Regions from separate parts of the Sus scrofa genome. Here region 1 is linked to region 2. A link is a contact called in public Hi-C data. All regions are on one chromosome and are shown on one strand. The core of a region is the stretch at or near the end of the contact, and the rest is flanking DNA. Distances in the headings are between cores, read along the strand shown.

Evidence for each region. A called contact is a pair of places that touch in the nucleus more often than the background predicts.
Region 1: a contact with region 2 is called in a Hi-C map of skeletal muscle, with 4 times the contacts expected there. The contact joins two enhancer-like sites. A contact is called at or near these places in 1 of 47 Hi-C or Micro-C datasets (skeletal muscle) and 1 of 2 datasets of contacts at active chromatin or transcription factors (skeletal muscle).

Annotation. Positions count from the first base shown.
Region 1 is chr7:85,948,737-85,951,651 of Sscrofa11.1, forward strand. All of the region lies in intron 2 of RGMA (repulsive guidance molecule A), which reads left to right. Among named protein-coding and RNA genes, the nearest start is that of RGMA, 29 kb to the left of the region's middle. Within about 2 kb of position 1,530, at least 16 of the 83 cell types and tissues checked have an H3K27ac peak or open chromatin away from gene starts, as enhancers often do. A contact at or near this core is called in skeletal muscle, where this site is marked.
Region 2 is chr7:85,691,784-85,694,512 of Sscrofa11.1, forward strand. No RefSeq gene overlaps it. Among named protein-coding and RNA genes, the nearest start is that of RGMA, 230 kb to the right of the region's middle. Within about 2 kb of position 1,263, at least 7 of the 83 cell types and tissues checked have an H3K27ac peak or open chromatin away from gene starts, as enhancers often do. A contact at or near this core is called in skeletal muscle, where this site is marked.

The sequences.
Region 1 (2,915 bases), core at 280-2,779, 260 kb after region 2:
CACACATGCGTGTGCACCAGCTGGGCCTGTGCCCTCCCACTGCATGAAGAAGGTGGAGGAAGGCCTGCCTGCCAGTGAAGATGGGGGAGAAAAGCCCCTTCAAATGAATTTTGACCTGGAGCAGTCGAGCAGATGAGCCCAGGGAAACAGAGCCAGGATGGAAATGATCATCTCTAGAGCCAGACCCAGACCCAGACTCAGGCAAAGGGGTTATGCGTCAAAGCAGGAAGCTCAGGAGTTCCTGTCATGGCTCGGTGGTTAACGAATCTGACTAGGGACCATGAGGTTGTGGGTTCGATCCCTGCCCTTGCTCAGTGGGTTAAGGATCCGGTGGTGCCGTGAGCTGTGGTGAAGTCGCAGACTCGGCTCAGATCCTGCGTTGCTGTGGCTCTGGTGGCGTCTACAGCTCCAATTCGACCCCTAGCCTGGGAACCTCCATGTGCCAAGGGAGCGGCCAAAGAAAATGGCAAAAAGACTAAATAAATAAATAAATAAAATAAAATAAAGCAGGAAGCCCAAATTGTTCACCTGCAAATTTGGCCTATAAAGAGCGATACTTTGACTATAACCACCCTCTTGTGGAACCCAAGGTCACTTAGTTCTCTGTCCTAAGCCAGGATGGTCTTGGCATGGAATTCTGTGCCTGGGCTCTGCCCGCCATGGGTCTCTCTTACCCAGAGAAGCCCTCAGCTGCCTCACTGACATGTGGGTTTGTTTGTTTGTTTGTTTGTTTTCATTTTTGGATGTCCTGCAACATATGGAGCTCCCAGGCCAGGGATAAGATCCAAACTGCAGCTGTGACCTAAGCCGCCGCTGAGGCAAGGCAAGATCTTTAGCCCAATGTTCCCGCCAGGGATCAAACTCGCATCCCACAACCCACACTCCCAAGACACTGCTGATCCCATTGCGCCACAGTGGGAGCTCCCACATGTGGTTTTCAGTGTCCCCTTTGCTGTTGACCTGGCTCCGTGTGGCCCCGGCAGGAACAGGGGGAGGGTGTCCAGTTTGGAAAGCTGAGGTGTGCCCTTTTCCTTAGCACGCGGTGTGGTTTCTTGCAGTGACTTGGCGTGTGTGGAGGCTGGGACAGAGCAGCCCAGCTGGGTGTGACGAGGGGGCAGTGCCTCCTGCCTCAGCCTGGCGAGTGGCATCCAGCCACCTCTGCCCACATTTGGCAGTGAGTTAACCCCCAGTTCCCCAGCCTCCCCACCTCCCCTCCCTAGGTCAGTGCAGATTCTCTGAGAAGCTTCCTCTCGCCCTGCTCTTTGTCCTGTAGACCAGTCCCTGGAGAAAACCCCTGGAAAACTCTCAGCACAGGCAGGGGGTGAGAGAGACGTGGGAGCCACAGGCTAGATCCATTCCTTGGAACCTTCTTAGGCTGAACTGGGAGCAACGCCTTTGAGGAAGGGTGGTCCGTTCTGGCTGCTTGGGGGTTAATAAGGTAGGGTCTGCGGTGCCATTCCCTCACCTGGGCGTATTCCTCTCGGGCACTGGGCACTGACGCCAGACACCTGGATGTTGACACCAGGATGATAGAGTGACACCAACTGGCAGCCTCAGGCATCTCTCAAGCAAGGAGACTCCAGAACACTGCCCAGGCTAGAGTTCACCAAATTCTAGCGCTAGATCGGTCCACTGCCCCCCCACCCCCACCCCGCCCCAGATTCAGTGCTAAGGGACAGGAGAGGGTGGAGCGTGGCCTGCTGCTGGTGCTGCAGTGTGGGCCTCCCTCTGGGCTCAAGTGGCTCTCCCACCTCCTTCACGATCCACATCCCAACGTGCTGCTGAGAGGGGAGCCTCAGCCCCGGTGCTGCCCGGGGCAGGCGGGCAGTGAGGAGGGGGGACAGGGAAGCCCCAGGCCGAGCACGGCCCCTTCCACAGGGGCTGTGCGTTGATTTCTCTTTGAAGCTGTCCTCCCTCTGCTCTGCCTGCTTCCATCCTAATGAAAGCCATTGCCTCTTATGTTACACCGCTTCCTAAAATAGTGTTCTGAGCATGCCATGTACTTACTGAAAATGATGCAGGGGCGCCCCACGGTCAGCTGGATCTGGTCTGAAATCCTTCAGCTGGCGTGTCAGAGTCCAGTCAGGAAAACAGAAGCCACGATGGGTATTGCCACAGAGGGAACCTAATATTGGAGATTGTGTGAAGACGGGCATGGGAGGAAGAGAAAGGCCACAGGGGACACAGAGGTGCACACAGAGTTACAGGAAGTGACTTCCACCCCTGGGACTAGGGGGACAAAGGAAGGAGGACCTTGGGGCCCAGGGCACTGATGAGGGTGCTGCGTGGCTGGGTGTGGTACTTCAAGCAACACCCAGTGGCTGTTGGGGAGGCAAAGAGCCCAGGCTGGGTGATGTTGAGAAAGTCAACTGGACTGGGCCTCGTCTAGTGCCCCCTTGTGGTGGAATTTAATGGGGAGCTGGGTGACTGGGAAACAGGTTAACAGAGCAAATCATTTTGAAGCTGAGAAACATTTGCTCCATCACTGGATTTATCTCAGGGCTTTTGTGTGTGGCCCCAAACTGTTGGCCCCACTCTCACCATCTAGCATTTCACCTCCAGCCAATCCCAATCACCTTTGCCTACATCACCTGTTAAATCCCGTCGCCCTTCAAGACCCGGTGGAAAGGCTGCTTCCCTGATACCCTCTCCACCCCATCCTTAAGTCTGTGTGCATCCCAGTGGTGTTTGTAGCTAGCTGCCCGCACCTGAGCACAGAAACCACTGCTGCTGCGTGTTGCAGGAACAGCAGGAAGCACTGTGCCTGGCAGAGTGGGATCCAGAGACTTTAGCAAAGTACATGAAGCCGGGCAGCTACTCCGCAATCCACAGAGTTGGGCAAAACCAACATGACTGGGGCTTGCCTTCAAACGAGCCTTACTCCTTTAAGAAGAGGCAGGTTTTTCTCTTTCCCG
Region 2 (2,729 bases), core at 13-2,512:
AAGTGTGGTCTTGTTCAAAACTTCGCATCACTAGGATCTTAGATTAAGAGGAATTTAGCACCATACTTTTCAGGAGGTATACAGAGGGCAATTCATACCAGTGCACATGCCCAGGTCCTCCCATCACAGATCTGGATTCCATGTAATCTTTGAGGTCTAGGAGTAGATACATATATACCAACAAGCTCTTAAGGTGATTGGAGGAGTCCTAGATTTGGGAAACCCTTACCTAGTTTGCCCAGCCCCCTGAGAACACAGAAATCCCAGCTCGGCTCTCTCTAATATGTGCCCTTGAGCTTGAACCCTTCCAAGAGCAAGAGCTCATTACTTTTGAGACAGCTCTGGTTGTTAGAAAAATCTGTTTTTTTGGTTTTTTTTTAACATGGTGCTCCCATCTGCCTCAGGAAGCAAGTTCTACCAATTTAGGAAGAAAGGATCAGGCAAAGAATCGAAGACAGGGCAGCAAAAGGGGGGAGGGGGACAAAATTGTAAAATCAAGCTGTCACTAATATCCTTTATTCCCCCCACCAAGATGCACAACACTTAATTACTGTGGAATCCTGGGTTCCATGGGGACAGGTTGTGTGCTCATACCTCTGATAATGTGTATGCGTAGCTTCCCCAAAAGAGCTGAAAGGTCAAATCACCCCTCAAATCTTCCTTTATTGGATCAGTTGGAAAAGCAGAAGGTAGTTGCTACTCTTGCCAATTCTTGTCCGAAAAAGACAGACTCTCTCTGACTTTCTAAAGAGAGACAAGGCAGACTCATCCCCACAACACCAGCTGCTGTAGAAAGTCTTCCCAGCCAGCAAACAAGGTACAGGATCTTGTCTCTGAATTACTGGTCTCCTAAAAAGCAGCACTGATCACATGCTCGAAAACCCTCAGGAAATCTTTCCATCCACAAATTTGACGCCCTCTGCCCTCACTCCGCCACCATGTACATGTTTTAACCAGCTTGGGAATCTTTCCAGAGGTCTCTAAGCTGCTTGAAAAGGGGCTCCCCAATTCCACTCTACCTACCCTCACTGATCTGAGGGTGCCTATTAATCCACAGCTGAGTTAGCCTAGAACCTAACACCCCATCTGCACCCCAGGTCTCAGAATGTCACGCCAATGAGGAAAAGGGGAGGTCCCTGCTGGAGGTCAGTTCCTGCCATGAAAAGCAACTGATGAGAAACCGGTTATCTTTAGCATTGCTGGCTGAATCCCTGAAGGGAATGAATACGCAAACCACAACACTCCTGGGGGAGCTCTGGAGGACGCATTACAATCCAAAGGCTCAGTAGGATTGCTTCAGCCAGTGCACCGCCTTCCTTCCCAGCAGGAAACACTATCCTGCGACTCAGCAAATAAGAAGGTGGCAGGAATGCAAACTCCTGCTAGGACTCCCTGCTAATCTTGGGGGCAATTCGGAATCCTTTGTGAGTCAGAAAACTCCCACAGAGAAGCCAGAGCACAGGTAGCCCAGGGTCTGGAGGAAGGGATGAAAAGAGAGTGACTGTCCCTGAAACTATCCAGCAGGCTGCCTAGAGGCATGCGAAGAGGACACACAAAGGGTGCTCACTGTAAATTCATGAGCAGAGACCTACAGGGCTGTGGGGAGCCTGCCCAAGAGTCAGACAGGCAGAGGAGAGATGAGCCATCCAGGGGGCTGACACGTCTGGGGCATCTATTACATCCAGGATTCAGCATGACCTCAATTCATGTCCACCATCTGTGGCAGGGAAGATCGTCCCCGTTTTACAAATAAGGAAGATGAGGCTAAAGGAAAATGCCTAAGGTCCCAACGCTAGTAACTGGGGGATTAGAGATGAGAATACACATCTGTCTAAATCCAGAGAGCTTTCACAACGGTTCACCCTTCTGCTCCAAGACAACAACGGTTTCCTGGGACTATAAGTGGTGAAGACTATTTCTCCACCCCCTTGGTCACTAAGCCCATCTCCCTCACAGCTTGACAGTCAGGTTGACCCTGTCCCCTCTCCCTCCCACTTCAAGGCCCACCACCAGGCCATCTTTTACTAGATCTCATCCCAAACCCAATGCAGGGGACCCAGTCTGGAAGAATAACCCCTGATAATATACTATTGTTCCCCAGTAATTGCTTTCCTTTCCGCTCCACCTTTTCTAAAGCCATGGGCAATTTCTCCCAGCTTCTACCTTCTTAAAGCTTTTGTTTAAGTCTTTAAAAGACACGACTTCCTAAAGAAATAATTAAGGCTTTCATGCCCCCCACACTTTTCACAAACATATTTTGACCTCGTTTTATCCCCTATGGATGCGTGCGAGCAGTTTTCTGGCACCTTAAAGGGATTTCCATTCAATTATCTTCCAGAATCCTCTTTTCTCCTCTCCTTTCTTTCAGCACAAAAAGCTTCCCATTTGCCTCCAAAGGTGAAATTAGGTGCTTGCCCATTCAGCACCGGGCAGACTTTTAAATTGGATGAAATAATAATGCGTCTTTGAATTTCGGGGCAGCCTTCACAGAAAGAAATCAGAATCTGCTCTACGAGACGCAGCTCCATGATTGGTGGCCCTTCTGTTCTCTCTGTGCTCTGGGGAAGGGGGCAAAACTAGAGCTGGGAGTCACACAAAACACAAAGGGTCTTTTTAAAAAAGTTTATTCAAGAGTTGGGATAAAGGCAGCGCCATCATCCCTCATCTCATGATGCCTCCAGCCCCTGCGATGTGCTGGTCTTTACACATAAACAACCTAGCCCTCAGCC